Regions from separate parts of the Sus scrofa genome. Here region 2 is linked to region 1. Evidence: chromatin contacts called from public promoter capture Hi-C data. All regions are on one chromosome and are shown on one strand. The core of a region is the stretch at or near the end of the contact, and the rest is flanking DNA. Distances in the headings are between cores, read along the strand shown.

Evidence for each region. Promoter capture Hi-C pulls out the DNA fragments that hold promoters and counts their contacts.
Region 2: a contact with region 1 is called in a promoter capture Hi-C map of liver, with 6 times the contacts expected there. The contact joins two enhancer-like sites. A contact is called at or near these places in 3 of 5 promoter capture datasets (fetal liver, fetal skeletal muscle and liver) and 1 of 47 Hi-C or Micro-C datasets (embryonic fibroblasts).

What each region holds. Positions count from the first base shown.
Region 1 is chr18:54,752,707-54,757,376 of Sscrofa11.1, forward strand. POU6F2 (POU domain, class 6, transcription factor 2) reads right to left here. Exons shown (of 10, transcript XM_021079083.1): 9 at 623-791. Among named protein-coding and RNA genes, the nearest start is that of YAE1D1, 92 kb to the left of the region's middle. Within about 2 kb of position 3,220, at least 13 of the 83 cell types and tissues checked have an H3K27ac peak or open chromatin away from gene starts, as enhancers often do. A contact at or near this core is called in liver, where this site is marked.
Region 2 is chr18:55,285,809-55,290,616 of Sscrofa11.1, forward strand. No RefSeq gene overlaps it. Among named protein-coding and RNA genes, the nearest start is that of VPS41, 5.4 kb to the right of the region's middle. Within about 2 kb of position 1,808, at least 13 of the 83 cell types and tissues checked have an H3K27ac peak or open chromatin away from gene starts, as enhancers often do. A contact at or near this core is called in liver, where this site is marked.

The DNA.
Region 1 (4,670 bases), core at 1,970-4,469:
AGACCGAGGCCGGCTTCTGTCACTTACTTATTGAACTTGGGGAGGGAGCAGGCGAGCTTAGGCCGAATGCTCCCTGCCCTTTTCTGAGCTGCGGAAAGCAGCCAAGCAGCCGCTTCTTTGGAAAAGTGAATGTGCTTTTAAAGTTGCGTCTGGCAAAAGGCAAGTTGACAAAATTCCTTCGTGGTCACAAGACGGTTAAGTTTGTTGTTTTTTTTTTAAGGTGAGTTTGCTTGCACCAACCAGACAGCCATCCCTGAGCAGAAGTGGCGGGAGCATGAGCGCCAGCTGGGACTGGCAGCTTCACAGAGGCCACTCTCTAGAAGAGAGGCCCCGCATGGGACGGTGGGTCCAGGGGGAGGCCTCGGCCCAGGGCGGGGTATTTCCAGTGAAACCGCCTCGGAAGCTCTTTGCGAGTTGACAGGAGTTATCAAGCCAGGTCCCCAAGTCTGCTTGAGCAGCTCCATTTCTATCAGTATCAGCAGTGCCAGCACACAGCCACCCCGAACTCCGTTCCCACACTCTAACCCTCCAGCTTTGCCCACCCGAAGGAGAGAAGCCGGGCCGAGAGGACAAGGAGGCCCGGGCCGGCCCGGAGAGGTGACAGCATGCGGGCACGGGTTACCTGCAGATGGCCGACTGGCTGTACGCGGGGCCCTCGGTGGCACTGAGAGCCTGGCCCACCTGAGTCTGGGTCAGGCCAAGGGACAGGCGCCGGATTTTAAAAGCTTTGGCAAATTCTCGGATCTCCTCCAGATTAACCCCATCCACCTCACCCGCTGCCGTTTGAGGATCTGTGGAGATGTGTTTAAAAATAGGATCAATACGTCACCGCACATCTGGGTACGATGGGTTCATCCCGGTTGAGCAGAAAGTGGCTGCATTTATGACAGCCAAGCGGTGGGGCAGCCAGGGTCGAATGTTCCTTGTCTCCCCAGTGAGGCACACAGGCCCCCATCCTCAACTCATTACATGGCCACACGTCCTCCTTCGAGAGAGCTGTAGCCCAGATCAAGCCACCGCTAGCCCACGGTCCCCCTTCCACAAGGCGAGGGCGCCTTCCTTAGGGCCTGTAACCATCAACGGCCAGGCCCTGGCTCGGGGGACGGCGCTCCATTTTGCCCATAGACATGTTCCGATATCATGCAAAGATACCGAGATGGAGAGGTGTCCATTTGAAGTGTCTTAATCGGACTCTTTAGTGCTAAAAATCGTCCCTGAAAAAGGCAGTATTTTGCATTTTCCATCCCCGGTCACCACGGCACTGTTACACAGATGGTAACGTCGCCTGATTTCCTGTGTTCACATCAGCCCCTCGGAAGAGCCTGCTGATGAAGCTGCGAGAACACCGTTGTGGTTTGTTTCCCCCCAGTAGCAGTTTAGTGACACAGACAGCTTTGTCCCCTGAAAGGGCGCATGATAAAAAATGCCTACTGCAGGAAGGCTCCTTTGGTGCCAGATAACGCGGTCAATTTAGGACTTATCAAGGGAAATGACACAACAGCTGGAGAATGAACACCCCCGCCCCCCGCCACCCTGGCCCGGGCTCCTGATCTCTGGATACAAGAACGCCTGCTCCAGGCTGGAGACAACACGGCTGGCCGGGGATGGTGGCGACTTCCAAGTGCCCCTCCGTCCTGCCTGGAGTGAAGCCCTCTCCTGCGAGCTGACCCTGCCGTTTGTCCCTCATTCCTCCGACTTAGGTGAAAGGTTTTTCTCTTCCTCTCCCTACACAAGAACCCCCCACTTGCAGCCCATCCCACGACTTGTCTAAGGCGCTCCTGTTACCGTGAGAAGAACTAAACATCTGTCGCCCAATGGCCAGTTTCTCAAGGACTTTGAAACAAAGCTGTTCATATCAATGGGGGGCTTAGCGCTTATGTAGATTCTGTCATTACAGGGGAGAGGGGCTGCGTCACTGGCATCAGCCAGGGAGGGTACGCTGTGCTCTCCTCTCTCATTAAAACAGAGTCCTGTAGGACGTTCACACGCCACTAGGCCTAATCTCGCTGGGGGAAGACAGGTGCAAAGTGGGCGTAGCCACAGCGGTTCGTCCGTCCGTACTTCCCAGGCGACTCCTGGGAGTCCCAGCGAGTGCAGAGAAGGAGCAAGAGAAAGAGAAGAGGGTTCCAGCCTCTGTGGAGTTCGCTGCCTGCAGGCGGCTGGGGCCCAGCCTTACCAAGGAGACACGATGCGAGGAAAATACCAGGTCGAGGGTAGTCAGGACTGACCGCGGGGCACCCGCACTGGAATTTACAGCGGAGGCGAGGTGACGGGGAGGGTACATCTGTCTGGGATGTCTCTGGGACATGTCACTGGGAGGGCCCCGCCCAGCGGGCAGCTTTTAGAGAATACTCTGGTCGGTGGCAGCCGGGTGTGGGCGGGCACCGCTGCAGCGAGGCAAGCGGGGCTGTGGGGCCCTCGAGGGTTTGAGTAGCAGGAGGAGGGAGCTTGTGCTGGGAGTGGGGACTTTCGTTTAGGACATTGAGAATCTACGTCCATGGGCAGGGGCCGAGGGTGGCTATAAAACTGATTTGGCTGCTTTTTCTCCCCAAATTCACCCCAGAAAGCTGGCATCACTCTGTTAATGAGGATTTGTTTGGGTTCTGCCTGGTGGGTGATACCTTCTGGATTTTTTTTTTTTTTTTTTTTTGGCTGCACTGTTCCCAGGCTAGGGGTAGACCCTGAGCTGCAGCTGCCAGCCTGCACCACAGCTACAGCAATGCCACATCTGAGACGCTTCTGCCACCTACACCACAGCTCACAGCAACTCTGGATCCTTAACCCCTTGAGCAAGGCCAGGGATTGAACCCGAGTCCTCATGGACACTAGTTGGGTTCGTTACTGCTGAGCCGCAGTGGGAACTCCTGCCCTCTGGATCTTAATTCCCACCAGCAGAGCAGTCTGGGGCAGCTTGGAGGGTTTGCTAAGGATTCTGGGAAGTCACCTCCACGCACAGAGCAGCTCTGAGCCCCTTCTCCATTTCTTCATTTAAAAATTCCTGGAGTAGAAGTTGCAGATGAGCAGCTTGCAGAGAACACTCAGCTTTTCGAGTGCTTCAGTCTGGGAGAATTACTTGCCAACATTAAACCCTGGGAAATTTCCGGAGGACATTTGGGTTTCCTGTTTTGAAAGGCTAGAAGATTTGGCGGCCAGGGCCGCGTCTGCGCTTGGGCCCCGTCAGTGGGAAGTGGTCCCGGCTGCGCCTTCAGCTCCTCCTCCTCCTCCTCCTCCTCCTCCCCTCCCCTGCAGCCTCCTCAGTCCTGCCGCCTTGCCGAGCCCTTTCTGCTGATCCTGCCCGTGGAGCGTGCACCCCCCAGGGGGCGGGAGTGGGTTCGGAGGTGGCGGTAGGGAGGTGGAAACGCCTTCGGGCAGTGGTGGTTGTCTTCTGAAAGGGCAGGACGAGCACAAACGGGCCGACCCCGTGCTGGGACCGATGGGACCGCTTCCTGGGGCGGGGGCGGGCAACTCCGAAGAGCCCAAACGGGCTCCTTGTTGTGGGAGAAGGTCCTAAGGAGAGAGCAGCCCGGAAGCTCCGCTGTAGAACAGAGCGGGACACGTGGCACAGGACAGCGCAGGTAGGGGGCCTGGCCACTGTCCAAGAGAGAATGAGGACCCGGCCGGCCTGCGGCTTCAAAACCAAGAGTGGGAAGTGGAAGCCGGGGCATTTCCTTGTCACGGATGGTTTTTAGGACAGTGGTTTTCTTAGTGCAGGAGGTCTTGGAGTCACCGATGGGGCCTGGGAGGGCTGTTTTTAACAAGCACCGCAGGCCATTCCGATGCCTGTGGGGGAACCCCTGACCCCCCAGACAGGAGCTTTCTCTGTGGCTCTGGTCTGGTGGAGTTGGGGCGTGGCCTCCTTTGACCCTTCATTATCCACAGACCCTACCCGCTGTGTAGGCAGCTCTGCAGGCACCTTGGCTTTGCCCTCCCTCCACCGATCCCGTGATTTATGGCAAGTGGCAAGAGTCTGGGGGTCAGTGGGCTGGGGTGGCCAGTGGAATCTGGAGTTGGGGGGGAGGGTTTTTCTCTGAGCAGAACTAAGCAGGTCCTGTGGGGGGTACATTCGTTGCCTTGTGTCGGCCCCACCTCTAGACGAACATGAACTTGAGTTAGGCTGGAAGGACCTGCGAGGTCTGCTCTACTCCAGTCCTAATTTGGCAAAATGCAGAAGCCGGCGGGTTAGGCCTTGGGATGCAGCTTTGGGTGAGTCCATTCTATTTCTATCTTCCCTTCCCTGGCTGCCTTTATTGTTGTCTCCTTACTAGTTCCTCGAGACTAGCAGCTAAATCCATGTGTGTGATTTGTGCAGGATGCTTTTGGCCAGATCACTAATAATAACCAGAGTTGAAAAGAAAGCTGTGGGAGTTCCTGTCGTGGCGCAGCAGAAATGAATCTGACTAGGAACCATGAGGTTTCAGGCTCGATCCCTGGCCTCGCTCAGTGGGCTGAGGATCCAGCGTTGCTGTGAGCTGTTGTGTAGGTCACAGACTTGGCTCGGATCTGGCGTTGCTGTGGCTGTGGTGTAGGCTGGCAGCTGTAGCTCTGATTCAACCCCTAGCCTGGGAACCTCCATATGCTGCGGGAGTGGCCCTAAAAAGACAAAAAAAAAAAAGAAAAGAAAAGAAAGCCGTGGCCTCTCACGCCCTCGCACTGAGCAGCGTTGTGTGGAT
Region 2 (4,808 bases), core at 558-3,057, 530 kb after region 1:
CGATTCCTGGCCTTGCTTAGTGGGTCACGGATCCAGCATTGCCATGAGCTGTGGTGTAGGTCACAGACACAGCTCAGATCTGGCATTGCTGTGGCTGTGGTATAGGCCAGTGGCTGCATCTCTGATTAGACCCCTAGCCTGGGCACCTCCATATACGGCAGGTGCGGCCCTAAAAAGACAAAAAAAAAAATTATGATCCAGTCCTTTTCAAATTGCAAGGTTGTACCCCAATTGCAGATAATGAAATCAACATAATGGGGACCAGAATATTGTAGGGGAGAATAGCATAAGACTGGATAGAATGAAAAATTTCATGCTGTCAGTGTGACTCACATAAACAAAGGTATTCCTGCATGGAAATTTGGTTTCAGTTGTGTGGGTATGTGATGGATCTATCTAGGTCATGATGTAGCATGAGTTTCTTCCTGTGGGATACAGTAGGTAGAGAACAAAAGAAAATGAAACAAAATAAAACCCTTTAAGGCACAGTGAGTTGATATACCTAGCAATGAGATTTTCAAGCACACTCTTAATTTTCTGGAAGATGAAAATTAATTCTACTTTGAGAGTTCCCACTATGGAGCAGAGGGTTAAGGATCTGGCATGGGTTCAATCCTTGGTGCAGTGGGTTAAGGATCCAACGCTACCGTAGCTGTGGCATAGGTCACAGCTGCAGCTTGGGTTCAGTCCCTGGCCTAGGAATTTAAATATGCCATGGGTGCGGCCAAAATAAATAAACAAATCAATTCTACTTAGTACTTGGAAAGATTAAATATTCCCATTGAGAAAGCAAATTTTTTTCCATATTTAATGATTTAATGTCAATATATTTTTAAAGCCTTTGGTCATGAAAGCAATGAAACAAAAAAGTTTTATAGCTGTAGCAATAAGCGCCCACAAAAACAAACAAACAAAACAATAAGTGCCCACGACTTGAATGTTCTGGACTGGGTACTGCAAACTCGGAATCTCAGAAGCAGCCCACAGAGCTGGCTCTGAAACAGCACAAATGTATTTGTCAAATGCATCTTCCAAGGGTTACAGCAAATCATTTCCCAGGTATGAAATCACACTGAAAGTATACCAGGTCTGCAAAGACTATCACAGCTAACGTCTGAATATTTTCCTCAACGCTTCAGTTTAGCACAGAGGGAGCACCATAGATAATGTTTCCACATTGTGGGTCAGAGTGAAAACTTAGCAATACTTTACATCATTAGGAAGAGAAAAACCTGTCATTCACTTCAGTCTGTTTTTGGAAGAGGCAAGATTTCCAAGAATTATAAGATGAGAACTCAAAGGACAGAGAAATCCAATGCTGTGAGAGTGGATTGCACCCTATTCAGCAAGGGCTGTACTGCTCGCGTTTAAGTCCTAGTTGTTTAGTGCTTTATTCCTTTCCATAGACAAGCAGGAGCCTTATCTTCCAACCACAGGCCTTTTACCTGAGAGGAGATCTGTTCATTTGAACTCAAAGTATTCTCAGCACAAGAGGAATCCTCCAGGGCAATGGCCCGGAGGCTCTGGGCTGGCCGCCGGGCCAGTCGCCCTCAGGAGTATCTTGAACATTCTCTCGTGCACGGCCCCCGGCCCCCAGATCAGCCAGGAACGGACCCCAAAGCTAGTACACTGCTGACCTAGTCCCTGCACCGGGTAATTGAGCCAGTATCTTTGAGGGGCTGCGTATTACAGTTTCTCCTGAACTTGAAACTGCCTTTCAAAGGGATTTCCGGTCTGGTATTCAGCTCATCTACAGTTTATCTGAAATCTAGCACAGGAGCCTGTGGTAAAATCAGCTGGGGGCTGAAGTTCCGCTCACAGAAGGGTGGCACAGTCCTGCAGGCCACGAGGGGACCTAGAGGAGAGGTGAGAGTGCCGATTGTATCCAAAGGGCAGGGAATTGAGTCCTATTTTCATTCTGAGATTTGTTTCCTTAATCCCTAAGGGCTGGGAATGGGGACTGTTTCCCTGGTTACCAAAGCCCATTTACTAGAGCAAAGGCAAGGAGGATATGACAGAAAGATGGCCTAGAGGAGAAAGCCAGTTGTGAATGTGTGTGTGTGTGCGTGTGTGTCCATACCAGTTTAAAGAGTGAGTGATTTTATTTATTCATTTATTTACTTGTTTATTTTACTGTAAGCATCAGAAAACTAAATTTGTTTCAACAACAAAAATTATTCTGGGATAGCTCACAGAATCAGGAAATCTTTTGACCTCTTGCAGTCTTATTTCTAAAATTTCCGAGAAAGGGATGAAGAGCAATTAAATTATATCCAGCAAGTGGGAGGGCCTTGCAGGCACCACGTGGGTGGTGGGCGAGGTGCACGGGCGGCAGGGAGGAAAAGCCTAGGAGAGGGTGCTGGATAGACCGTCCAATCAGTGGCTACTGCGCCATGTCATGAACACTTCAAACAGGCTTTCTGTACCAACAGGCCTTCTCGACCACTGCAAAGAGTTCAGAGAGGGAGAAGGCCAGGGGCAGCCTTGGTAGAGGGAAGCCCTTCGTTTCTCTCAACCTACGGTAAGACATGATCTTCTTCTCCGTGGCAAATCGTGTCATAAAGATCTTTCCACTCACCTGCCAATGTCAGGTGTTGAAGCACAGCGAAAAGGAGGACGGCGAGTCTCCAGCGTGGATTTAAGTGGGGAAGGGGTAGGACCTGGCTTGTGGGAACAGCAAGGCTAGAGCATCCCCGTTAGAAGTGGGAACTACGGGAACCAGAGCGAGGCAAACGCATGAAAGGAGGACATTCTGGATGGCCTTGGGAGGTGGCTGGGGGGGGGGGTGTGCGGCAGGAGCGGTTCCTCCAGAACTTCCCAGGCATCTATATGCCAAAGAAGTTGGTGCTACATCAACTAGAGATGTCAGGCCTTGGGTTCTTGTGCTGCTACGTAAGCATGGCGGGGCTGGAGCAACTGCTTTTCTCCAGTAGCTGTCAAACCAGCTAGAAATGTCCCATGGGAATCTAACAAGGGCGACTGCAAGATGCAGGTCTGGCTTCGCGTTAGGCCACGATGCTACCTTACATGCTCGTTTTGGGAATGTCCTTCTTTCTCCTTGGCGGAGCTCTCTTTTTGAGGGGATATGTCTTCTCTAGTAATGGTTAAAGCCATTTCTCTCCTTAAGGCAACAATCAAAAGTCTCTAAACCCTTTTCTGGGTCAGGGGCCTATAAGGACGTGGGGCCCTCCTGTGACAGTGATGCCTGAAATGGCAGATAAGCCCCTCGGTTGGAATAACTGCAAATTGAGAAAGAGGAGGAAGAGAAGAGAAGAGACGACTAGAATCCTAGAGAAACACAATAAAGTAAAAAATAAAGCCGCGTGATGACGAGGTTTGGTTTTCTTCATGAGCCAACGTTCAACGTAAGTACAAACCATCACCCCAACATCACAGTGTTTTAGTTTATCGCTGGTACCGCAATAGTATTTTCTGTTTCTCCGCAGGTATAGACGCCACAGTATTGCGGATTAAATAGGGGTCTGGCTAGAAATCATTGACACTACTATTTATGCAAACAACTGACGGTGAAGTTTCAATCAGTTAACACAGGCGACATTAAATTTTGAGGCACAGCTAAGGACGGGCATGGCCTTTACTTAGTGAAGCAGACCCTCCCTCCCCGTCGCCTCTTCTCTCCTCTTCCTCCTCTTTCTCAATTTGCAGTGTCTTTGTGTTTAAAGGCCTCAGGTTTATAGGAGAGAAAGTCTCTTGCTCCACAAACATACCTTGAAATTGGATTCTTGCTGAGAAATGGACCTTGTTTCACAAATGATATTTGGATCCAATGGGCAGGATGTGTTTAAGTATTTTGTTTCAAAATTTTGATTGAAAATGAAAGATTCTCTATAAAATAATACATTTTCTTGGCACCGCTAAACACCTGGATTCTGAACAGATTGAATCCATGCTTTAGGTTAAAAAAATTAGTTTTGTGCTTTTCTGTCAAAAATATGAAAGAAGTTCAGTAAATGGGTTACACATAAGCAGGTCTGTGTCTGGGGACCGACCAGACGGTCTCTGGAACATTCGTTAGTGAGACAGACGACGGAAATGCAAAAGATGAATAGAAGACTTCCTGAATTATTCAGAACTACCACAGTAGAGTATTCAAAAGACGAGGTTTTTTAGGCATTTCTTGATATTTCTGAAGAACTCTTATGGCAACTTCAAAGGGCCTCTGACCAAGCCATTCCATCGCTGAACATTTTTCTAAGGAAATATTTATAAACGGTGCAAGTACACAAAGTTAGAATGCACATCACAATATGTCTTCACAGCAAAAAATTGAAAGCACTTTAAATATTCAAAAGTGGAGTTCCCGTCGTGGCGCAGTGGTTAACGGGAATCCGACTAGGAACCCAGGGTTCGATCCCTGGCCTTGCTCAGCGGGTTAAGGACCCACCGTGGCTGTGAGCTGTGGTGCAGGTCGCAGACGCAGCTCGGATCCCGCGTTGCTGTGGCTGTGGTGTAGGCCGGCGGCTACGGCTCCCATTAGACCCCTAGCCTGGGAACCTCCATATGCCGTGGGGGTGGCCCTAGAAAAGGCGAAAAGAAAAAATAAATAAATATTCAAAAGTAAGGGACTGCTGCATAAATTACGATAACGCAATAGAAGACTATCCAAGCATAAACCATCGTGTAACTCCATACCAATTTATGTGGAATTACATTTTTGGTATGTTAATAGTTTTAAAAACTGTGCTGCAGAACAGTAGAGCATAATCAAACTAGGTTTGAAAACTCATGTGCAGGCCGCCCTCTGTATGCGCATATGAGGGAAAAAACCTGAGAAAAAAATCCCAAGA